Linked DNA regions of Mus musculus: regions 1, 2, 3 and 4 are each linked to region 5. Evidence: chromatin contacts called from public Micro-C and promoter capture Hi-C data. All regions are on one chromosome and are shown on one strand. Each heading gives the region's core, a stretch centred on a gene start, on an enhancer-like site or on the middle of the called end of the contact. The rest is flanking DNA. Distances are from core to core; before and after follow the strand shown.

What was found. Promoter capture Hi-C pulls out the DNA fragments that hold promoters and counts their contacts. Hi-C and Micro-C count contacts between places; a contact is called where the count stands out from the background. Capture Hi-C pulls out chosen DNA fragments and counts their contacts.
Region 1: a promoter capture Hi-C map of liver shows a contact between it and region 5, with 5 times the contacts expected there. The contact joins the promoter of Atp6v1e1 here to the promoter of Fbxl14 in region 5. A contact is called at or near these places in 3 of 484 Hi-C or Micro-C datasets (B cells, CD4 T cells and CD8 T cells), 1 of 115 datasets of contacts at active chromatin or transcription factors (pancreatic cancer cells) and 2 of 9 other capture datasets (adipose tissue and liver).
Region 2: a promoter capture Hi-C map of pre-B cells shows a contact between it and region 5, with 7 times the contacts expected there. The contact joins the promoter of 1700072O05Rik here to the promoter of Fbxl14 in region 5. A contact is called at or near these places in 2 of 39 promoter capture datasets (liver and pre-B cells).
Region 3: a contact with region 5 is called in a Micro-C map of embryonic stem cells, with 4 times the contacts expected there. The contact joins the promoter of Cecr2 here to the promoter of Fbxl14 in region 5. A contact is called at or near these places in 1 of 39 promoter capture datasets (pre-B cells) and 2 of 484 Hi-C or Micro-C datasets (both in embryonic stem cells).
Region 4: a contact with region 5 is called in a promoter capture Hi-C map of pre-B cells, with 5 times the contacts expected there. The contact joins the promoter of Bid here to the promoter of Fbxl14 in region 5. A contact is called at or near these places in 1 of 39 promoter capture datasets (pre-B cells) and 1 of 484 Hi-C or Micro-C datasets (B cells).

Annotation. Positions count from the first base shown.
Region 1 is chr6:120,821,303-120,826,099 of GRCm38.p6, forward strand. It overlaps Atp6v1e1 (ATPase, H+ transporting, lysosomal V1 subunit E1), which reads right to left and starts at 1,396. Exons shown (of 9, transcript NM_007510.3): 1 at 1,286-1,396. The coding sequence starts at 1,318. It overlaps Gm38889 (a long non-coding RNA gene), which reads right to left. Exons shown (of 3, transcript XR_869411.3): 3 at 2,506-2,614.
Region 2 is chr6:120,552,222-120,556,937 of GRCm38.p6, forward strand. It overlaps 1700072O05Rik (RIKEN cDNA 1700072O05 gene), which reads left to right and starts at 2,575. Exons shown (of 4, transcript NR_045733.1): 1 at 2,575-2,739.
Region 3 is chr6:120,664,343-120,669,350 of GRCm38.p6, forward strand. Cecr2 (CECR2, histone acetyl-lysine reader) reads left to right here and starts at 1,972. Exons shown (of 19, transcript NM_001368706.1): 1 at 1,972-2,365. The coding sequence starts at 2,240.
Region 4 is chr6:120,915,429-120,920,152 of GRCm38.p6, forward strand. Bid (BH3 interacting domain death agonist) reads right to left here and starts at 1,396. Exons shown (of 6, transcript NM_007544.4): 1 at 1,306-1,396.
Region 5 is chr6:119,476,352-119,481,354 of GRCm38.p6, forward strand. Fbxl14 (F-box and leucine-rich repeat protein 14) reads left to right here and starts at 3,317. Exons shown (of 1, transcript NM_133940.3): 1 at 3,317-5,003. The coding sequence starts at 3,509. The coding sequence ends at 4,711. All of the region lies in intron 1 of Wnt5b (wingless-type MMTV integration site family, member 5B), which reads right to left.

The sequences.
Region 1 (4,797 bases), core at 146-2,645, 1.3 Mb after region 5:
ATTTAATATTTTAAATAAATTTCCCCAAAAATGATTATATGCACTTAAAAAATACAACCTTATGCAGGTTATGTACAAAACACTGGGCATCTCGGCACTCAAGAGAAATGGCGTAAGGAGCAAGAGAGCACTGGGTCGTAGTGGTGTTTGTAATCCCAGCACTCGGGAGGCAGAGGAAGGAGGATCTCGTTGAGTCAGAAGCCAGCCTACTCTACAGAACAAGTTCTAGAGTTACATAGAGAAACACTGTCTTGGAAAAACAAAACCAAACAAACAAAAGGGGGGGGGGGGCTCAGTGGTTACCATTAAGAGCACTGGCTGACCTTCCAAAGGGCCCAGGGTTCAATTCCAGGCATCCACATGGCAGCTCACATTTAATTGTAACTCTTGCTCCAGAGGATCTGACACCCTCAACTCAGACATACAAGCAAGTCAAATCACCAATGTATATTAGAGATCGAGAAAGAAATAGAAAGAGAGAGAAAATCAAGAGGCCAAGCCCATTCTCAGTTAAAACGATTGTACACCAGCCTGGGCTTCAGGAGACCCTGACCTGAACTCATGATTTAAGTACTATTTTCCATAAACTCTAACTCATTTCTGTGGCTTGTGAGTGCAATCAGAAGAGGCTTTCTCGGGTTGGAGAGATGGCTCAGCGGTTAAGAGCACTGACTGCTCTTCCAGAGGTCCTGAGTTCAATTCCTCTTCTGGTGTGTGTCTGAAGACAGTGTACTCATATAAATAAAAATAAATAAGTAAATAAATAAGTAAAATAAAAAGGCTTTCTCATTCGACAAATATTAATGTGCACCTTAGGTTCATGATTACGTCTGGAGATGAATAACCCCGATTTAAATAACGAAGATCCTCAAAACGAAACGCAAGCTGCTCTTTCCCCTCAGTCTCTTTCCTGTACTATAGTGAAATAGCGCTTCAGGGAAAACAAAAACAAAATACTTTTAACCTCTGCACAAAACTCTTCCGGATTAAGCGTGGAAACGCCAGAAAAAGGGGGGCTGGCGAGATGGGAGGCAGTCAGCTGCGGGCTCTGTGACAGGCAAGTGGAAGCAGGAGACCAGCAGTCACGTGAGATGCGGTGCAAGGCCCTCTCACTCCCCTGGGTCTGCGAACCATCCCGGCACACACTACCCGCGCCCGAGTGTCGGCGGTCCGCCAGGCTCGCCCGATGAACGCAGGCCACCCGAAGACCCTGCTCTGCAAAGCAAACGTCAACACTGTCCTCCGGACGGCACTGCGGCTGCGCTACACCCAACCTGGCCCTCACCTGCTTCTGTACATCTGCATCGCTGAGCGCCATGGCGAAGGCAAAGTCCGGCCAGGGGACAGCTTCGAATCTGGGTTCAAAGTGGCGGCGGAGCAAACCTGAGACGAAAACCCTGGGAGGTCCAGCTTCCTTTACTTTATAAACCCCGCTTCCGGTTCCGGCTTGGTGACCAAGGGGCCGTAGCCTTCTCAACCAATAGATCGAGAACTGTGCCCGCGGAAGTTCTGCCTTGGCTCCGCCCTTTCCCAGGCGCATGCGCAGAGCGACTCTTTTTTTTTTTTTTTTTTTAAACTGACTCGTGACTGCTTGGCAAGGACAAAATACTTCAGAGACTTGAGAGAGCTTTAGGGATTCCCTCCCTCCTTCCCTCCCTCCCTCCTTTTCTCTTCCTTCCTTCCTTCCTTCCTTCCTTCCTTCCTTCCTTCCTTCCTTCCTTTGTTTCTTTTCTTCCTTCCTTTTTTTTTTTTTCTCTTTTTCGAGACAGGATTTCTCTGTGTAGATGTGGCCGTCTTGAAACTGACTTCATAGACCAGCTGCCTTGAACTCACAGACATCCTCCTGCCTCTGCCTCCCGAGTGCTGGGATTAAAGATGTGCTCCACCACCACCCGACTAGGGATTTTTGTATCAGACTTTAATCAGAATTATTTATACTTCTTCAGCGGTTGTTTTAGTAAAACAGTTGAGTTGTTTGTTTGTTTACAAACAAAAGGTTTGAACTCCTGAGTTTCCTGCCTCCATCTGCTAAGTGTTAAGATTATGGACAAGGGACCGGAGAGATGGCTCAGTGGTTAAGAGCACTGCCTGTAACCACAAAGTAGCTCACATCCCTCCTTAATGGTATCCCACGCATGCCCTCTCCTGGTCTGTCTGAAGACAACGACAGTGTATTCACATAAAATAAATAAATAAACCTTAAAAAAAAAAAGATTACAGACACGTACCAGGTTAAGACCCCGGTAAACAGTTTACATAATTTACTCAGCACTCAAAACCAAAAATAAAATGTAATAAAATAAAATAAATAAATAAAAGCATTGCGTGGGAGGCATGCCTTTAATCCCAGCCCTTAGGAGGTAGAGACAGGTGGATCTCTTTGTTAGAGGCCAGAGTCTACAGGGTGAGTAAACCAGGCTTGGTTAACAGTGAGTTCCAGGATAGCCAGGGCTACATAGAGAAACTTTGTCTCAAATAAACACATAAAGATCTACTCACTGCTTGTGACATAGCTCAGTTGACAGAATGCTTGCATAACACATGCAAAGTGTTGGTCTATCCATGAGCTGGTGTGCGGCGAGGCATTCTTGCAATCCCCACATTCAGATGGCCCCTGGAAAATCATAAGTTCCACATCAAGCCTGGAAATTTGAGTCCTGCCTGGACTAGAGATTAAATAATAGTTTTTATTTAAACCCAAGCCATAGGGCTAAAAACAGGGCTCAGGGATTAAGAGCACCCTCGTCGAGAGGGCTCAAGTTTAATCTTCAGCACCCCTATGGCAGCTTACAACTGTTACTCCAGTTCAGGGAGATCCAATGGCTTCCATGGGCACCAGGCATACAGGCAAGCATCCATATACATTTTAAAAGAACAAAAACAAAACCCCTAACAGATTTAGCATTAATATAAATAAGCCCTTCAATATTTATTATTAAATAAGAATTGTGTGAAGGGCTGGAGAGATGGCTTAGTGGTTAAGAGCACTGACTGCCCTTCCAAAGTTCCTGAGTTCGAATCCCAGCAACCACATGGTGGCTCACAACCATCTGTAATGAGATCTGATGCCCTCTTCTGGTGTGTCTGAAGACAGCTACAGTGTACTTACATATAATAATAAAATAAATCTTTAAAAAAAAAAAGAGTTGTGTGAAAACATAGCATTTGGACTGGGTATGTATACAGGGCCTAACAGACCACTCCAATGTGCAGTTTGAGTTCAGGGTTTAAACTTTTCCATCCCTAACTCTTTTTAAAGAATGACAGGTTTGCCGGGTGGTGGTGGCGCACTTGGGAGGCAGAGGCAGGTAGATTTCTGAGTTCGAGGCCAGCCTGGTCTACAGAGTGAGTTCCAGGACAGCCAGGACTATACAGAGAAAACCTGTCTCAAAAACAAACAAACAAACAAACAAAAAAGAATGTCAGTTTTATATTACCTATAGTGTTACATGGATATAAATTAGACTTACAAGTCAAATATTGATAATAAATCATAAATAGTTATTGTCTTAGTCAGGGTTTCTCTTCCTGCACAAACATCATGACCAAGAAGCAAGTTGGGGAGGAAAGAGTTTATTCAGCTTACATTTACACACTGATGTTTGTCACCAAAGGAGGTCAGAACTGGAACTCAAGCGGGTCAGGAAGCAGGAGCTGATACAGAGGCCATGGAGGGATGTTCCTTACTGGCTTGCTTGAGTTCCAGTCCTAACTTCCTTTGGTGATGAACAGCAATGTGGAAATGTAAGCTGAGTAAACCCTTTGCTCCCCAACTTGCTTCTTGGTCATGATGTTTGTGCAGGAATAGAAACCCTGACTAAGACAAATTGGTACCAGCATAGTGGGATAATCCTGTGACAACCTGACCATGTTTTGGGGAGGACTGTGGAAGGACTTTGGAACTTTGGGCCGGAAGATCCATTCGATGTTAAGAGCTCTGTTGAATGTTGTGTAGGAGCTTGGAAGATACTGCAGAAGATGGAGGCCTGAGCTTGGAAGATAGTGCAGAAGATGGAGGCCTGGTTTGTGAAATTTCAGAGGGAAGATTAAGACTCTTATCAGGGCCATTGCTATTTTGATTGTGAAGATTCTGTGGTTCTGGTTAGCTAAGGCTGAAGAATCAGCTGTGATTAACAAGATACCAGAACTACTAAAGCAAAAACTTTGCATTACCAGGACTGTTGATGCTGGAGCTAAGAAATTAGCAGTGATTAAAAAGAGACCAGTATCACTGAGGTGAAATCTTCTGGAAGTGTTTTCTGAGAACACAGAGGCTGTGTTCCATAGGTAGCCAAGGTTGTACCTTGTGCTGTGGCTGGATTTGGTAATGTTACCCAGGTGGTACTGGTTTTGAAGGTATGAAGGTATCATGAAGAGCAGCTGAAGTTTGGCACTGTGAGAGTCATGGAAGGCCATTGGTGAAGGTGCAGCTCAGTTGTAAATGATGGCCCAGGACTGAAGGGGTCATACAAAGGAGTTGAGGCTTGGCACCATGAAGAGAGCCTATGAGAGGCTATTGTTGAAGCCAAGTTACAGTGGAAGACAGCAGCATTTTGGAGATGCCAGTACCAAGAACAGCAGCAGCAGTGGAGTACACACAATTGGAGCTTAGACAACACGGTGTGTGCTACAAAGGACAGGGCTGGAGAAATGACCCAAGCCCTTGGAGGAGCCCAGAAGATTGTGAGTTGGATCCCAGACATTGGATGGTTGGAGTTTGATTTTGCTTTTGATTGTGACTGTACCCTGATATTTTTCCCTCTTGAAGGAAGTATTTTAGTGGAGCCCACAGTTAAG
Region 2 (4,716 bases), core at 1,325-3,824, 1.1 Mb after region 5:
AGACAGCAAGCTTTTGTCAAACACAGGGAGATCCCAAAACAGTACCATGGCAACTCTGTACACAAGACCAAGGTAGGACATACAAAGACTTCTTGGTTGGTTGGCACATCTGGAAGCTTCATAGAGGGATGAATGAGACATATTGCTGACATGAAGCAGATGTGGGATTCTGATCAATAGCTCCATAATGTCCTTGGTGACTTCTCTTTGCTAAAAAAAAAAAAAAAACAAAAAACACCCAACATGGGACATTGCCACATGTGGGAACGGGCTGGAGATGTACAGAGCACACCTGTCATTGTCATGCCAGCGCTGGGAAGGCAGGGTCTCACTGGACAGGGAAGTCAAGCCTTATGAACAAACTTCAGGCATGAGAGATCCTGTCTCAAGGGAGTTGGATGCTGTTCACATTCCTTTAATACTCTACTCAGGAGACAAAGGCAGGTAGATCTCTGTGAGTCTGTGAGTCTGGAACCAGCCTGGCCAACAAAGCAAGTTCTAGGTAGGACAGCCAGGGCTATATAGAGAGACTTTCTTAAATGGAGACTCCAAGATAGACAGACAGATAGATAGATAGATAAATAGATAGACAGACAGATAGATAGATAGATAGATAGATAGATAGACAGATAGACAGATAGATAGATAGATAGATAGACAGACAGATAGATAGATAGACAGATAGACAGATAGATAGATAGATATGGGTATTTGTTTATATTTTTAAAATATATACTCAAATATATATCTTAAAATACATAGTGAATAAAAAGTGTTCTGACTTTCTGTTTATTAATGAATTCTTTTCTGGGCTACTTTGGAGCTAGTTTTAGCACATGAACTGTGATGCCATCATAAATGCTGAACTCAAGAAAATCTCTTCCAAGAGTCAGTCAACAGGCGTGCATCCTTCTTCCGGCCCTCAGTGCTGGGTTACATCCACGCACTGTCACACCTGGCTTATGCCCTGCTGGGGATCCCACTCAGGGCTGCGTGTGGCCCAGGCAGGCAGTCTTCTCACTGAGCTACATCCCCAGCTCTGCTCTCACGGGACTTTAAAAGTTATTTGTAACGTTTATTGTGACAAATGCAATGTTATTTGTCAGTTAATGCACACAGAAGATCCCTGAAGGAAATTACTTCCAATTTGCAAGAGACTGTTGCCCTGCTTCTGAGGTCAGAGTCTTGTAAGGGTCTGTGATTCACAAAAGTAAACACAAAGAGCATTTTATTCTGCAGAGGTCCAGCATGCTGGGGTGTCCCATTACCAAGATAGAAAGAGAGACACAAGTGAGCTCACAGGTCTGATTTAAAGCACACTATGGAATTCCAGGGTAGGCTAGGCTACAGCTATAAGTCGGGTCCATCTCTACAGACATTCTATTCTTGGGTGTCGGGGGCTGGAAACTTGCTGGGGGCTGGGGAGGGGGGATGTCTGGAAACTGCTGCTGAGGACATAGCTGAGGAAGTCTGGATTTCTGTGACTGTGGATTTGAACTCAGGTCCTCAGTTTATGTGGTGAATGTCTTGCACACTGAGCCACCTCCTCAGCCCTGAGAGAAGGGCGGTAAGCCATCGTTGAGTAGAAATTTCCTCCCCGAAGGATTGCATCCTGGACGGATGTGCATTAAAAACTCAGAAAGTAAATTAAGTAGGAAGTACAGAGCTCAGAAGTGAATATTATATAATTCACAATGGCCTTCTGCAAGGTTATCTAAGCAGTGATAGCTGCCGAGAAGAATCTCCAACCCCAGAACTCAGGTCTGTGATTCATGAGTTGTTGGCCACACTATGTGCTCCATGGAACACACTCAGACCACCAGGCTTGCACAGTGTGTTCTTTAACCACTGGTCCAGATCACCAGCGTGCTGGATTTTTGTTGGTTTTATTTATTTGCTTATTTATTTATAAACAAGATCTCGTTCTGCAGGCCAGGTTGGCCTGAAATTCACTGTGGTACAAGCTGGCCTTCAACTGACAGGCAGTCCTCCTGCCTCAGCCTCCTGGAGGCTCGGATTACCCACTGTCAGGCATGATTTTTAAATTGTTTCTTAAGTTCTGTCTGAACTCTTACTTGATTACTTATTTTTAGGTGTGTAGACATAGGTTCATGTGTATACATGTAGGTGTGCTGAGCCTGGCATTCGTGTGGAGGTCAGAAGACAACCTAGGGTGTTGCCTTTGCCTTCTCATCTTGCCTTGCCCTTTGCCCTGCAACAGAAGGTGGTCATCCCTGTATTTGTCCCTCCACCCCCTGGAACAAGAGTAAAAGAAGCAATGAAGAGAAGCGAAGGAGCAGAGCTGAGGCGTCTGAGCTCGGCTGGGCATACGACAGAGGATCCATAACAGACCTCTCCTGGGAGCTGCAACATTTCCCTCTGCTGAGGAGGCTGTGTGTGCCTGGGTTGCCATGTCTCAGGATGCTCCTTCCACTGAGACACCGTGCTCCCTGCTGCCATGTTGGTGACAGCAAGAGCTTTATGTTTGTGCTGTCACGCACGCTACTCACATCCCTCCCCTTTGTGACTCACTCACCTGATTCTCCCAGTCTCTAAGCCTAGAATCCAGAGCGCAGGCAGGGGACCTCCTGGAAAGGGTGAGAAAACTGACTTCCACCTGCTGCAGTTTTGGGTCTGTGCGTCACCATAACCCTCAAGCTAAAACACCGGACCCGGCCAGCTGGGGAAAAAGCATCTAGCATGGCTCTGATCCTCATACTCAGAGCACATGATGCTGAGGTGAACACAACCAATCCCCTTTTGCCCTTGGTGCTGGGCCTGTGGGATCTAGTTTTGCTCTCCGGAGTCTGTGCTTTGCCAGGGCCACGGTCTTGGAGTGACAGGCAAGCGACAGGATTACTCGAAATTACTCTCTGCATTACTCGAAAGCTCCTGGACTACAGTTGCTCCGGAGCATAGGCTGGCAGAGGTCTCCCCTGTCCTCCTGCTGCTCTGAAGTGTACTACCCTTCTCTCAAGAAAAGCGTCTGGAGCCAGGCAAGGGTGGGGCACACCCTCATTCCCAGTACTAGAGGCTGAGGCAGGTAATGCTCTGTGAGTTTAGGGCTATCCTGATCTACAGAATGAGTTGCAGGATGGCCAGGGCTACACAGTGAAACCATCTGGTTGAAATTCCCCTTTCTGGCTTTTTTTTTTTTTTTTTTTTTCAGGAAAAAAAAAGTTGCTTTTTTGGGTCATAGTTTTTTATCACAGTAACATAAAGAAACTAGTGCACATCCTGACCCATGTCTGCTTTGTCACCTCCCTCAGGAGACAGATAAGTTTCCCTCAATGTCCTGCTCTGATCAAGAGCAATGGAGGGGGGAGGAGGGAGACATTGCATGGTGACAATAGGTCATTTTATTCTATGCTTTCCCCCAAGAATAGAAGCCCAACAGGCTGTTCCATGATATACATACTCAGCCCAGTCTTTAGGCATGGCTCAATGGAGTCACTGTACAGAAACATACAGCTTAAACTACTTAATAAAAAAAAATAACTGCAGGCATCTTGATTATAGAGACAATAGGAAGTATGGGCCAACGTAGACAGAACAATCAGATAGGGTGCATGGTATAGAAAACACAGAATTACCTTTACCTACTACTCCAGGACTTGGGCATGGAGTCTCAGGAGTAGGAACGCTAGTCTAAAGGAGACTGGAAAAAGTGGGTCCTTTGTAAGACAAAGATTTAAGTATCAAACATAAGTGCAACAGCGGAGTCAATCGAAGCTTTACTGTTTGGGACTGAGAGGGAACACTGAGGCAGAATGTCCTTTTGGATAAGAGACATGTGGGATTATTAATGCTGTGGGTAAAGAGACAACGGCATAACAAAGTCTTTGAAGACAGTTCAGGCTCACATGGCCAAGCAGAAAGGGCTGTCTCACAGGTTTTCAAAGATCGGGGGAGGTCCCATGCCAGGAGGTAGACAAGTTGTCCAGACTACAAGCTTGTAATCAGGTTGTCTCTCTGACTCTAAGGCAGCACTGGGACTGGGATGTGGTGTGGTGGGGGGAGGGACAGTTCTTGAACTCCTGAGAGGAATGTGAAGAACACCAACTGGGAAGACTCATTTAATTAACTTAACGGACGGACCGGACGTTATGTGGGATGTGTTCTGATAACCTCTAACAGTATGGAGTTATCAGCCTGGGGCCTGTATGCAGAATCAACTGTGAGGGTGCAGAGAGATGCAGCTGCAGATGGGTGTGACCTGCCTGCCTGGTCTGAATTCTAACCCTTGTGAGGAATGAAGAGAACAGGGTGTGGGGGGGGGTGGGGGCAGTTAGTAAGAATGGGGAGAGGCCACAGAGGTGAGAACAGGCATTTCTTTAAGGGATCCATCCTTCCTGATGGCTCAGTAGGGCTAGAGAAGAGGAAAGCATGAGGGAAGGTTGTCACTGAAGTTGGCTGCTATGGAAAGGTGGTGGTTGTGTGAAGGAAATAAACTGAACGGGAACGAGTAAGGTGTTGCAGTAAATCCCCACCCCAATAACCCCATGAAAAGAACACACGATTCAGTTGTAATATTTATAAGCTTCACGCCTAGATTGGGCAGATCTACCACTGCAGTACCGTATTCCCCAGCTACGAGATCCCTTGTTACATGACGCTTCTCCAGGCCACGTGATTCTGCACCATCTTCCTTCCACTCCTCTTCCTCTGCCTTCCTCTGTCTCCTCCATCTCCTCATCTCCCTCTCTAAAACCTCCA
Region 3 (5,008 bases), core at 722-3,221, 1.2 Mb after region 5:
CAATATCACAGTGATTAAGAAGGAGCCAAATCTCTCTTATCTTTCTGCTTTCTGGTATTGTTAATTATTATTAGGCTATAGTAATGACAACTGAGATGCCAGCTAAGAAGGTTAGATAATGATAAAAGATAAAGATGGAAGTGAGTGATAGGAGGATCAGGGAGACCAGGGAGGAAGGATCAAACAAACAGTCAGAACATAATGGCTTTGACACAAGTATGTTAAGAAACGCCACAGCACCCAGAGTGTCTGTAACCCCAGCACCCAGCAAGTGCAGGAAGGATTGGTTCAAGGTGCAGAGAGCTTGTTGCTCCCTAGTCTGGGCTTCATGCAACCCTTTTCAAAGGAAAATGGTGTGATACATGAAGAGCACAGCAGTTCAGGGCAAGTCAAACATGGAGGCTCCAGCCTGGGCTACAGACTCACAAAAAAGTTCCACGGAGCCCTCCTGTATCCCTCCACCCCCATTCATGAGGTATCTACAGAGTAGCTGCGTTTTGAAAACATTCAAAAACAAACTTTAAAAATAAAAATGGGATAGATAGCGTGTAGGGGTTGCTAACTCTCACCTACAGGGCAGTGTGAGGGAAGATGAAGTATCTTAAGGTTAGTTGGCTCACAAAAGGCACACTTGGATATATAACTTAAGGATTTTAGTGTTTTTAAGTGCTGCCTTACAAAGACACAAGAGGTTAGTTATTAAAGTAATTAGAATAGGTGAGGGAGGAGGAACGAGCCAGGCCTCCCACTTACACATCTATCTCACAAACTCGCTCCCTATTATTCTTTCCAGGGTTGTACCTATCTAAACAGCCGAATTTGAGTGCACCTAAGGGGCGGTGTTTCTGGCGAGGTGGACTAAAGAAGCAGCCAGGACTCTTAGAGTAGAACTGCTCAAGCGCAAATGACCAATACAAATAGGCGCTACTACAACGTAGTTTTTCCAAACTTCTGGGCTATTTCGGGGGTGATTTTTTCCCCTTCCGGTTTAGACAGAATTCCACCGTCCTAAATAGCAGTTAACTTTTCTAAAGTCCGAGCACCTTCCTCTCGGAGCGTATTCCCGCAGCCCGGGCAGGTCTCCACCCCCACCCGGACACACGTCCTTAGTCTCCAGGCTCTTCCCCATCCCCCAGCCTCCCAGCCACATTGTGAGCACTCGCGCCCGCAGCAGCCGCGCTCCGCTCCGGCGAGGGCAGTCAGAGGGCTCAAAGCCAGTCTCCTCCAGGGCGGCTGCACGTGTCCGTTCCCTGGGGTGGGGGAAATTGCTCTTCCCGCTAGGCTGCTGATTGGTGCCTCCCCCCTACTCCACCCTTCCCGCCACACTCTACCCCTCCATCCTACTCGGTTCCAGCCGAACCAGCCCCACCACCTTCTTCCCTTGGAGAAGCGAGGCACTTTAGCGCTCCCTTAAGTCCCGTTCTCAGATAGGCTAATAATAGTAATAATAATAAAAATAAAAAAGCGCTAAAGAACAGGTGGAAAGCGCGTCGTTTCCCCGGGCCTCCGGTTTCCAGCGTGGACGTCCCACTCGCTCTGTCCCGCGCCACCCTCCACAGCAGTAATAACTGAAATCCCACACGTGCGCACTCCCGGAGCGAGTCCCCAGCAAGAGCACCACCCCGCGGGCCCTTTAAAAGGACTCGACCACTGAGGCCACGTGGGGGTGGGAGAGACCCTTATTGTCTTCCGTCACCAAAGTCGCCGAACTCCCCGGCCCCAAACACCTGCACGGCAGAGCGCGGCTCCCACCCGCCCGGCCGCCCGCGGGCTGCGCGCGGGCCCCTCCGCGTCACGGGCGGCCCCTCCCCGGGCGCGGCTCGCCCGCTCCCCCTCCCCCGCCCTCGGTGCAGCTGTCCGCGCAGGGGTGGGGGCGGGGTTGTTGTTGTGGTGCGCGCCGGCCCCGCCCCCTCCTCGTGGGCGGCCCCTCCTCCCAGGTTTCTGCCGGGCCCCCTCCCCACCCCCAGCCCCATCTGTTTTCCTCAGCGCTGAGTGGATTATATTGTATGGGATTGGGGGCGGCCGCACGGCCGCGGCGGGACGGGGCGAGCGCGCGGCCCCCGCCGGCTGCCCGAGCAGCGGCCGCTTGAGCGAGTCGGACCGCCGCCCCCCGCCCGGCCGCGCCTCCGCTTGAGCTCACGCCGAGCGGCGGGAGCCGCCGCGCGCTGAGTGAGAGGCGCTGCCGGCGGCCGGAGTCCGAGCGAGCGAGCGAGAGCGAGTGAGCGAGCGCGGCGGGGAGATGTGCCCGGAGGAAGGCGGCGCGGCCGGGCTGGGCGAGCTCCGCTCCTGGTGGGAAGTCCCGGCCATCGCGCACTTCTGCTCGCTCTTTCGCACGGCGTTCCGCCTGCCCGACTTCGAGATCGAGGTGAGTAGCCGGCGCTGCGCCCTTTCTCCGCGCTTCTCTGCGGGGAGTCGCGGGCCGCCGACTTGGCGCGGAGTGCGGGCGGCGAGGGGGCTCGGCGGCGGGCACGAGGCTGGCGGCCGGCACGGGCTCCCCGTGGCCCCGCGCGCTCTCGCCGGCGGGGGTCGAGCCTGCTTTTGTCGGCGCGGGACCCCGGGGCTCTCCCGGGACTTCTCGGCCGGTCTGAGGGCGAGAGTGCGCGCGCGCTCCCCGCTGGAGCCTCGGAGGCGGCGAGCAGCTGCTCAGGCGGGGACCGGGACGCGATGCGGGCTCACGCGCCGGGGGCCACAGCGGCGGGGCGGGAGCGGCCTCGGGCAGGGGCGGCGTTGCTCGGGAGACGCTCGCCCGGGTCGCACTTGGCGGACTTGCGGAGGCCCGTAACTCTCGGGCGCTTCGAGTCAACTTCGGGCGGGCGCAGATGGGGCCTGGGCTTGGGGCGTTCTCCTTGTGGGACCGCCCGTCGCTCACCGTCGCTCGGGACGCCGAGACTGTGGAGGGAAAGTTTGGGCCCCCCTCCCTTTTAAAACAGCTCCTCTACGGAGGAAGGCGCAGCCGTCCGTATTCCGGGAGCTCTCTCTCTGAGTTGATTTCGCCACCATTATTCCCCCGGGCGAGCGAGGAGGAAAGGAATGGCTTTCTGGCCAGGCCGAAGGTGCTTTCAAGACCCGAGGCTTTGTGATAACTGGACTAAAATCCGAGGGTCCTAATGACAAGGACGGTGGCGGGAGTGTGGGAAACGGAATGTATAAGATGGTCCGAAGCAGCATCCTGGCATTTATTTTTGGAAGGAATTGTGAAATACTGATTGGTTGGCAGGTTGAGTTGCTTTTTTTCCTGTCTGTAGGGACTTAATCACCCTTTTTTTTTTTTTTTTTCTTCCTTGGGACAAAGGTACAAGAAACTGTTGTTGGTCAGTTACTGTTTTCAGTTTTGTGACTGCCTTTACAATGGAAGTAATCAAAATTAAAGTAATTTATTTGGGAAGTCTGACCGTTGTGGTTGCCTCTTCACCCCCCCCCCCCCCGAATCTTGATTTTAATTTGTTGACTCTTGAGGTCTTCGCACACCTTTATTTTTTAAAGTCCGTTGTGTTTGCAGAAATATCACTTGCTTCTATGAATGAAGCGTGGGAATTTCCTCGTGTTGCAAAGTTAACGAAATTGGAAATCTAAACCGATTACAAGGGGTGTAGGTTAGGAAGGTGAAGAGGAATGTGGACTGAAGTTGGGGCCATTCGATGGCTTTTGGAGGGACTTTAAAACAAAGTGAAAAGGTTGGTAGGATTTTCCAGGTCGTGGGCTTCTCCAGGCTTTAGGAAAATGAAACTTGGCAATTAAACGCAACTCAAAGCGTTTATTTACAAAGTTTGAACAGGAGTGTAAGGACCATTTTTGTGATGAAATTTTGTAATGAAATCGGACTACAAAGATTAACGATTTGAGGAATCTTAAAGGGGAAGAGATGATGATTAATGATTCTGATGTCCTGTGTTTCCTTTTAGTTAGTTTGAAATCTTGAGTAGTCTAATTAAATCCTGCTGTTCAAAATGGCTGCAGTGTGTGTGTGTGTGTGTATGTGTGTGTGTGTTGGTGCTTGTGACAATTGCTGTCTTGGGTGCTGATAAACCTGTCCCAACCCATTTTCTTTCAAGAGGAAATAAATTGATGTGCGGATTACAAATTGAGTACATTTGAAAACGCCACTGTTGGAGAAATGGCACTTTCCCAAGTCCTTGTATTCCCATTTTGTTGATAAAAAGGTAGAGGAAACTCATTTTGTCTTAATTATACTCAACATATTTAAAGTTAACCTCTAATTTCTATCTTTAAATAGTAAACTTGAGGTTCTCAGTGTTTGTTGGCCTAATTCCTCTCGGAAATGTAAGCTGTTACTGTCCTTTACATGGTGAATAATCAGGTCTACTTGACATGGTGTCTCTTAATTCTAGTGGTTAAGAAAAAATTATGCTGTGTGGGTGTACATGTGTCAGGGAGTGCTTGTGGAGGTCAGAGGACAGTTTGAGGGAATTCATTTGGTGGTGAGAGCCCCAGGAGTCAAGCTTGGGTGGTCAGGCTTGGTACTAGTTTCCTTCACAGGGAGCCATCTCTCCTATGTGTTTCTTGGAAGATGCACTTTGTTCCTTAAAGTGTGTGTTACTTGAAACAACATTCAGCACATTACTATCCTGATTCCAACATGTACATACCTTAAATACTACCAGCCATTTCTCCCTTTCCCTATGGAGATGATCAATAAATGTGGAACATGATAGTGGTTTTCCCCTTCTGTATTTCCTGTATTTTATTTAGGGTTTTGATTAGTTACTGAAAGATGAAATATATCTAAAATTCTCATTCTCTTAAGAAATTTGACTTTGATCCATCAACAATGCAGAGTTCCCCAAAGATGCTAACAGTAAATTTGTTTTTGTTTTTTCTTTGGTGATTTGAAAAACATCAACTAGTTTATGGGTTAGGTCTTACAGAACAGTGTTAGTTTAGACCTTGTCTTTTTGTTTGTTTGTTTGTTTGTTTTTCGAGACAGGGTTTCTCTGTGTAGCCTTGGCTGTCCTGGAACTCACTCTGTAGACCAGGCTGGCCTCGAACT
Region 4 (4,724 bases), core at 146-2,645, 1.4 Mb after region 5:
GCAAGAGAGGCAGTAGAGGCCAGGACACACACAATCGCCACCCTGCTTCCCCACCACCACCCAGCCGAGTCCTTCTTAGAGCTCAGCCCACTCAAGTATTAAAGCCTCTGAACTCAGCCCCAGCACTGGATCAGGCTCCCCCCCCCCCCATGGAAACACTCAGAGCTGACTGCCAGGGTAGTGCCTGGGACCAAGTCCCAGGGGATGGGGCAGGGCTGCAAAGTCTCCTGGTTGGGTAGAGCTGGAATGTGGAAAGTCCACATCCTTCTTGTGGTTTCTCCCAGCTCCATTCCACAGCTAGCTTATCCTAGACCCGGCTTCAAGGTAGTCTTCCAGTAAGGGCAATCCTGGCCATGGCACCAGGCAGTAGCCTGGGAAAGTAGGGGAGCCCTGCCTGGGTCCTCAGGATGCTCTTGACTCAGAACTATGTGGCTTATCAGATGAAGGTCAAGCCCAGCCTAGAAGTCCCATACTCAACACCACCTGGTCCTTTACAGAGCTCTTCATTCCAGCCTCTCACCACCCACAAAGTTCTACCCTGATCCGTCCCTGGTCCACACTTATTTGTTGAGTATGTAAATGAATGTACGAAAGAATGAATGAACGAATGTGTGAATCCTTGTGGGCCCAGGCCACTTGGTGGCTGAAGACTGTGGGTTTCTTCTAGAATCCTATAGGGTTATTCAGCCAACCATTCAACAAACTTTTTAAAAACATCAGCAACCAGTCTGTGCACATTTTCAAACCATTTTGGGTACTGGAGATGCGGAGGGGTCAGCCACTTCCTCACAGTTCAGGCGTGAGTGTGAGCTGTGCACACAGTAGTGCCCACGGGTGTAGGAAAGGTGCCCCTCGCTGCAGTCTTCCAAGGTCTGTGTTCCCTGGGTTGGGGTTCCAGGGCTTTTGCAGGGCCCATTTGTGGGCTGTAGCCGTTCCTTGTTGATTTTTGTGGGTGGCCATAGCGGAGCGCAGCGAGACCTCAGGCCCGCCTTTCCAGCTCTGCGCGCACCTGCCGAGTGGCGCGCGACCGCGGGGACCCCGGGTCCACCAGGAGGCCTGCCCGAAGCGGACCAGGACCGAGCGCTGAGGGGGACCGCGAGTGGCGCACGCCCCAGGCCTTCGAGTGAGTGCCTTCCCCTCAGCTCCGCGGTGGCACCCTGTGGCCGGCGCCCTCACCCCGCCTCCATCAAGGCGCAAGAGCCCCGCCATCACGAAGGATCGATAGCATACGAAACTGAGCTCCGTGCCGACCCCGTCCTCCCAGAGGGGAACTGTGGGGGCGCCCAGTAGGGTGGGCATACTCACCACGCAGACGCCGCTGCGCCGGTACCGGGCGGCGAACGGGCTAAGGCAAAGGTTTGCGGAGCCACACTCGGCCCGGCGCTCTACTCCACCTACCTTTCCTCGTGCTCGCCCGGGAGCCCCGCCCCTGTGATAGCCCCGCCCTCCGGATGCTCCGCCCTCCGACTGGCCACACTTTGCGGAAACCCAAGGGTCCTACCGGCTCGCTACGGGGGACAGGAAGGAAGGTACACCCGGAACCTGCGCTCCCCAGAGTCCCCAAAGCCTGGGCGACCTGCCCTCGTGAGGATGGGGTGTCATACTTGATCCCGACCTCTCCGCATTGTCTTGATGTATTACATAGCAGGGTTGGCACACTCAAGACTAGTGACCCTGTCAGAATCGGCCCTATCAGAGATGCTGGGAGGTCCCTATTGTTTCTCCTGCGCAGCTGCTTGCAGAATTTTTAAACTCTTGTGGGGAAGGCAGGGATGGGGGTTGCGGGGTTCTCGGTCATGGAATGAATCAGCAAGGATGAATGTGGAAAGAACCAGGAGGCTAGCAGATAATCTCAAACTGCTAGCTAGTTCCCCTGTCCAGAGAAGTCCCAATGCTATATACTTAAGTGCCAGCCAGTACCCCCAAAGGACACGTGACAGTGACAAAAGTGAAAGAGAAACAAGAAAGTGAATTCTGGAAGTATGAGGAAGTAAATAGAACCATGGAAATTGCTGTTCCTGAGCAGAGAAACTGGATCTGAGAAGACAAAAAAAAAAAAAAAAAAAAAAAAAAATCACATGGTTGGTGTGTGTTTGTGTGTGTATGTGTGTATTTAAGCCAGAGGTCAGTGTTTTCCTTCATCACTCTCCACCTTTCCACCTTTTTTTTTTTTCTTTTGAGATGGTGTGGGGTGAGGGGAGTGGACCAGCTTCCCAGCTCCACGCGTGATTTCCCTAGGCTGACTGCCAGGTGAGCTCCAGGAAGCTTCCACTGTGCACCAATAACAATGGAATTGTAGATACACACAGCACTCTATTTTTTACATGGGTGCTAGGGATCCAAAGTCCAGTTCTTACGCATATGAAGTACTTTACAAACCGAGCCATCTCCAGGGTTTCTTTTTCCTCTTTATATTTTCCAATTCTTCTTAAAGGAAGATGGCTCTAATTTTACGATCAATAAAAGTTACACTTGAAGCCGGGCGTGGTGTCGCACGCCTTTAATCCCGGCACTTGGGAGGCCTCTGTTCGAGGCCAGCCTGGTCTACAAAGTGAGTTCCAGGACAGCCAGGGCTATACAGAGAAACCCTGTCTGTCGAAAAACCAACCCCACCCCACCCCCCACTCCCCCACCCCCCCACCCCCCGCCAAAAAAAAAGTTACACTTGAAATCACATAGTGGAAGAGCTTGGTGATGAACAGCGGGGGCAGGGTTGGAGAGATGGCTCACTGGTTAAAAGCACTTCTCACTCTTACAGAGCATCCATCTGGGTTCAGTACTTAGCACCCATATGGTGGCTGACAATCATCTGTTATTCTAATTCCAAGGGACTGACCCCCCTTCTGGCCTCTATGAGGACCAGGCACACATGTGGTGCACATATATGCAGGCAACACACACACACACACACACACACACACACAGAGTTTTTAAATTTAAAACATGCAAGCTGAATTATCTAGATTTCAAAGTGGAAAATAATGAGAAAAAAGTTTTGTTTTTGTCTTGTTTTTTTTTTTTTAGACAGGCTCTCACTATGTAGCCCTGACTGGCCTGGAACTAGCTATGCAAACCAGGCTGGCCTAGAACTCACAGAGCTCCTCCTGCTTTTGCCTCTGGGATTAAAGGCGTGCATGATCATGACCTGAACACGTAATATTTTTAACTGGGATTCTCTCCGAGGTGCTTGGCAATCAATGCAAATGAAAAAGGGAAACTGATTTCACAACTTCATAAAGATGGAACATACCAATTTTCACTTTAATTATTCATTTATGTATATGAGTACATTGTAGCTGTCTTCAGCCACACCAGAAGAGGGCATCGGATCCCATTACAGATGGCTGTGGGCCACCGTGTGGTTGCTGGGAATCCAATTTTCACTTTAAATGAGTCCAACCTTACCACTGAACTATCAGTGAAACTTCCAGTTTTAATGTGCAGCCTAAATAATCTCTAAATTAGGAAGTGTTAAAGGGAGGAGCTAGAAATTTTAGACAGAAAGAGCTTCATTAAAATAAGTGTAACTGGTGTGAACCCAGGGGCCTGGTGTGAACACAAAGGTCTGGTGTGAAGGGGCATTTCTCACCTAAACATTAGAGATCACAGAACAATCACCTCCCTGGTCCTAGCTCCATACTTCCTGTGACACAAGGAATAGGGATGGGCTAGGGTGGGAGAGGGCAAAGGCTCTGTGCTGCCTGGCACACTGTGCTACCTGGCACGCTCTCTCCACCCAGCCAGCAGAACCTGGCGCACACAAGCTGCGTGTTCTTTGCCCCTGAATATTTCTAGGACCACGTAGACCCAATCGTATTCCAGAAATTGTTCTGAATATATAACCTTGTAGGCTCAACTTTTTTGCAACCTACTTTTAATAAAGGTTCAACGTCTCCTCTAGCCCACCACCCAGCAGAGGTGGGAGAAGAGAAAATTAGGCTATGGGGGAAGTGGACGGTGCCATAGTTCTTTGGGGGCAGTTCAGTCTCGTAGCAAACGCCAAATAGAACTCAGCAGCTGCAGATCAGACTTCTAAGCAGACAGACACCACACACAAACTGGCAAGGACAGTCCAGTCGAAGAAACTGCTAGGCTCACCAAGCAGCCTGAGGCGAGGCCGCAGAAGCAGCAAGCTGCTGTAGGAACCTCACAAGCAGTTCTTTGGTGGACTGCTCTTTCTCTCAATGGTGGTGTTTCCACAAGTTGCGATTAACAACACTATATAAGGTAAACCAATGCATGTATGTAGTTAGCGAAGAACAGCGAGGCAGAACAAACCAAACCAAGGCTCAGTGCTCATCTCCTGTGGTCTGTGGGGTCATATTTATACTCCTTTGTCAAGGGTCCTTTTACATGTTTGCTATATCAAAACATCCTTTTACCTGTGTCTGCTTCCGGAAAACATTCTTTCCTGTGTCTGCTTTAGGAAGACATCCTTTCACTTGTGTGCCCCAGCAAAATGTCATTTGTCATAACTAACTTTCCAAAGAGACTAGACATTTCCACTTTATAACATCTCTTGGAGGAGTTCACATTTTAACAAATACCCATAGCTAGGGAGCCTTCTAACCTCAGCACCACCCAGCTCTCGCTCCCACCAATACAGATCATAGATGCTTTAGGGCAAGGGGAGAAGGTTAAGACAGAGGTTACTATGTAGCCCAGACTAGTCCAGAACTATGATTTTTTTCTGTGCCACCAGCCTGCCTTCTGCTTGTCAAACC
Region 5 (5,003 bases), core at 2,067-4,566:
GTCCTGGAACTCACTTTGTAGACCAGGCTGGCCTCAAACTCAGAAATCCGCCTGCCTCTGCCTCCCGAGTGCTGGGATTAAAGGCGTGCGCCACCACGCCCGGCTGCCTTGCAACTTTTAACTGAACACCTTAAATGTAAAGCTTTTTATTAGTAAAATTCCAGTGTTAAACTCAAGAAAGTTTTGCTAAAGTTAAGTAGGACCGTGCTCACCTTTTCCGAGGTGCCATTGGATGGCTGTTCTAAACGACCTTTCTAGGAAGCCAAACCTCAGGGGTCCACACTGTACAGCCTAGGCCCATCACTGTGCTTTGTGTGAAATGGGGTTAGGGCACACTATGGTCGTTAGATATGGTGGCTTGCACCTATAATTCCAGCATTTGGAAAGCTGAGGTAGGAGGACTGACCACTATATCCAGACCAACTCTGGCTACACAGTGAGTTCCAAGTCAGCCAGGAAAAGAAATGAAAGAAAAGAAGCACGACGGGAGCTACACGAGGATGCTTTGCAGAAATGTCTATACTCAACTACTGACACTCTCAAGGCTAGAGAGATTGGCTTAGCAGGGAAGAGCACTTGCTGTTCCCAGTATTCATGTCTGGAGGTTCACATCTGCTTGTAACTCCAGACCAGTGGATCTGAAGACCTCTACTGGTCTTCTCAGGCACTCACATACATGTGGCATATTCGCAAACATATACACACCTTTCTGCTAAATCTAAAAAAAAAAAAAAAAAGCCAGATATGGTGGTGCCTGCCTTTAATCCCAGGACCAGGGAGGCAAAAGCAGGGAGTTCCATGCCAGCCTGGTCAATATAGCAAGTTCCAAGGCAGTCAGGACTACAAAGTGAGACCCTGTCTCGAAAGAGAGAAAGAAAGAAAGAGAGAAAGAAAGAAAGAAGCAAGCAAACAAGCAAATAAACAAATAACTAAGGAATGACTTTCCACTGGGAACTCATCTCTGATCCTGGAAGTAGCACTACATTAATGCTCATACACAGAACATCACAAAACAACTAGACCCCAAATGTAGGAGGGAAATGTGTTGGGAAGCAGGGGCTGAGAGGAGTGGGAGAGTGGGGAGGGGATGGCAGAGGGTGAGAAGGGACAAAAATGACCAAAAGCATATACAAAATTGCCAGAGAGTAATTTTTTTTTTTAATGTGATTTTCAGGGTAGGCAAAATGGGTAAAGGCAATTGCTTTCAAGTGTGAGGACCTGAAGTTGATTCCTGGGACCCGCACAGTAGGAGAGAGAGCTAACTCTCAAATAACTGGTCTCTGACTTCCACGTGGTGTGTCATGGAACTCAGTTGTGAGTATCAATAAACGCATGTGAATGTGCACCCACACACACACACACTGAATAAAATGTCCTAAGAATCGGCTTGGGCTTGAAACGGTGCTTACCGCTAAGCCTGACCAGCTGAGAGCCATCTCCAGCACTCGTACAGTAGACGGGGAGAACAGATGGCCCCTGGGGCTGTTTAAACAGAAGATAACCCAGATGACCCCAGGAGAGTGCAAACTGAGGCACAGCCAGAATTGTTACACTATACGTCAGGAATTATTTGGTGACAAACAATGTTGCCTCATATTCAGGAAGGCCATAAAAGTCTAAGGGCCTCGGTATGTGCAATGTGAGATACAAAGGGCCTGCAGGAATTTTAGCCACTGCATTTCCTGATTAAGACCCACGGGGTGGGATTTACTGTGTATTGTGCCTGTTAGTTCTGTACACACTCGGGTCTAACAAGTATCTGTTACTTAGGAAAGAGGAGTGGCTAAAAGCCAAGGCGATCGTATTCCAAATTTGGACCACATCCCAAATCTTGTTCAGTGCAAGATGTCAGCAGGTAAGGTCATTGCTACCAAGTCTCATGATCCGAGTTCCATCCTGGAATCCACATGCTAGGAGAGGGATGACTTCTTCAAGTCGTCTTCTGACCACTAGATACTGGCTGTGGAGCATGCCCTCTCCCCATTAAAGAAATACAATGTATTAATAATAATAATGATGATGATGTCTTGTTCAGGTTCCCAAAGAGTCAAGGAAACAGCTAAGTCAGGTTGTTTTGTATCTAGATGTGTGAACTTGTAACTTATTTAAGATTCTCAGGTTCCTTTTCTCTGAACTAAAAACTCTTGGCTTCAGGGGTCATAAAAATACAATTCTGAAATCCTATCCTTCATGCAGATATTTAAGACCCGAGGCTACACTGTATAGAGTTGAGCTCTGCCCTAGATTCATAAAATATACATAAAGCATAAGGCTGGAGCATCTTTAACCAGACCAAAGAGTGTATGTGTGTCAGCACATACAGATGTATTAGGTATCCGTACAGCTGGGCCGTGCAATCTACAGTCTAAGTGGCCGAGGAAAAAGACAAAACCTGGTGTAGGTTAGAGCGCAAGGCAGGGGCAGAAGCAGTGGGAAGTTTTGACACAAAGTTGAAAGGGAAAGGAACTCACATGGGTGTATGGAAACAACAAGATTGTGGAAGGCAGGCACACTGGACAACTTCCAGAAATTTCTAGAACGAGAGCTGTCAAACTATGCTGACTAAAAGCCACTTTCTCCACCAAATTAAGACTCACTACTAAAGAGAAAGGAATGGTGGGAAGGCCGCCCGACTGGGGCAGTGGGTGTGGTGAGATGGTTAAAGGCGCTCTGAGAAGTAACGCGGGCTAGAGGGGATGGAATATGCGGGCAAGAGAGGATGAAGTATGCGGGCGGGAGAGGGCGTGGAGTAAGCGTGGACACCGAGGGGAGCAGCCCGTGGGCCATCGGGCGCTCTTTAGGGCTGCACGGTGCGGCGAGGCCGCCAGCCATCCCGGCGCGCATGGGGTTAAGCCTCCGCGGCCGAGGGCAGAGCCCGGTTTCCAAGGAAACGGCTCCACCAGTTCCGGCGGCGCGGGCGCGTACCACTGAGCGGGGGAGCCGGCGCGGAGGACGCGGAGGGCGCAGCGCGGCTGGCCGGCTCCTAGGGCGCAGGCCCGATCACGCCGGTGAGTTCGCCGCGTCCCGCCGCCCGCGGCCGTGAATCGGACCCGCGCGACTTAGGCGGGGGAGGAGCGGCGCGCGGCGGCCCCAGAGTCCCCCCGCGCAGCGGCCGAGTGCGAGCAGCCCGGGGCTGGGCAGTTTGAACCGCGGACGGCAGACAAAGGCAGCAGGAAGCCGTCCGCAGCCCGAGCGCCCGGCCCGGGCCTCGCCGGCGCGCGCAGCAGCGACGCGGCCGGGCGCGGGATGCCGCAGGGCGCGGGGCGGCGCGCGGGCGCGGACGCGGCGCCCGCCCCGGCCGGGATGTGAGGCCCGAGCGGCCGCGCGGGGGCGGGAAGGGCGGCAGGAAGGAAGCGCCGCTCGGACGCGCCGGGAGGAGGAGCGGCGGCCCGGCCGGAAGGCGGGGAGGGGCGGCCGTTGGCCCGCGGCGGGCCGCTCTCGGCGCCTCCCGGGGCGGCGGCGGCGCCCGCGCCTCCTGCACCCGGCGCGGCGTAGCGGCGGGAGGAAGATGGAGACCCACATCTCGTGCCTGTTCCCCGAGCTGCTGGCCATGATCTTCGGCTACTTGGACGTCCGAGACAAGGGTCGCGCGGCGCAGGTGTGCACGGCCTGGCGGGACGCCGCCTACCACAAGTCGGTGTGGCGGGGCGTGGAGGCCAAGCTGCACCTGCGCCGGGCGAACCCGTCGCTGTTCCCCAGCCTGCAGGCCCGGGGCATCCGCCGCGTGCAGATCCTCAGCCTCCGCCGCAGCCTCAGCTACGTGATCCAGGGCATGGCGAACATCGAGAGCCTCAACCTCAGCGGCTGCTACAACCTCACCGACAACGGCCTGGGCCACGCGTTCGTGCAGGAGATCGGCTCGCTGCGCGCTCTCAACTTGAGCCTTTGCAAGCAGATCACCGACAGCAGCCTGGGCCGCATAGCCCAGTACCTCAAGGGCCTGGAGGTGCTGGAGCTGGGGGGCTGCAGCAACATCACCAACACCGGCCTTCTGCTCATTGCCTGGGGGCTGCAGCGCCTCAAGAGCCTTAATCTCCGCAGCTGTCGCCACCTCTCGGATGTGGGCATCGGGCACCTGGCCGGCATGACGCGCAGCGCTGCCGAGGGCTGCCTGGGCCTGGAGCAGCTCACTCTTCAGGACTGCCAGAAACTCACGGATCTTTCCCTGAAGCACATCTCGCGAGGGCTGACGGGCCTCCGGCTCCTCAACCTCAGCTTCTGCGGCGGCATCTCGGACGCGGGCCTTCTGCACCTGTCGCACATGGGCAGCCTGCGCAGCCTGAACCTGCGCTCCTGCGACAACATCAGCGACACCGGCATCATGCATCTGGCCATGGGCAGCCTGCGCCTTTCCGGTCTGGATGTGTCGTTCTGTGACAAGGTGGGAGATCAGAGTCTGGCGTACATAGCCCAGGGACTGGACGGCCTCAAGTCCCTCTCCCTTTGCTCTTGCCATATCAGTGACGATGGCATCAACCGCATGGTGCGGCAGATGCACGGGCTGCGCACGCTCAACATTGGACAGTGTGTGCGCATCACGGACAAGGGCCTGGAGCTGATCGCTGAGCACCTGAGCCAGCTCACGGGCATAGATCTGTACGGCTGCACCAGGATCACCAAGCGCGGCCTGGAGCGCATCACGCAGCTGCCCTGCCTCAAGGTACTTAACCTGGGACTTTGGCAGATGACGGACAGTGAGAAGGTCAGGTGAGGGCGGCAGTTCCAGTTCCCCCGCCCCGCCCTGTTCATCCCAGGACCACCACTGTTCCGCACACTCACGCGCGCACTTACACGTTCAGGGCAGTGGCCGCGGTGGGGCGATGACGGAAGCCTGGGCTCTCTTCTCCTAGTCTGGCGCCCCTCTCCACTGCGTCTGGAGTTGTTCTGCTCCCTCTACCCACTCTCCTTTCCCAGTGAGGGGAGAGATGGACCCTGCTGTTTCTCTGCCCACTCTTCTGCAGGGTATGGAGACTTTCAGCCACCGACAACTGTATCCTGGGGCA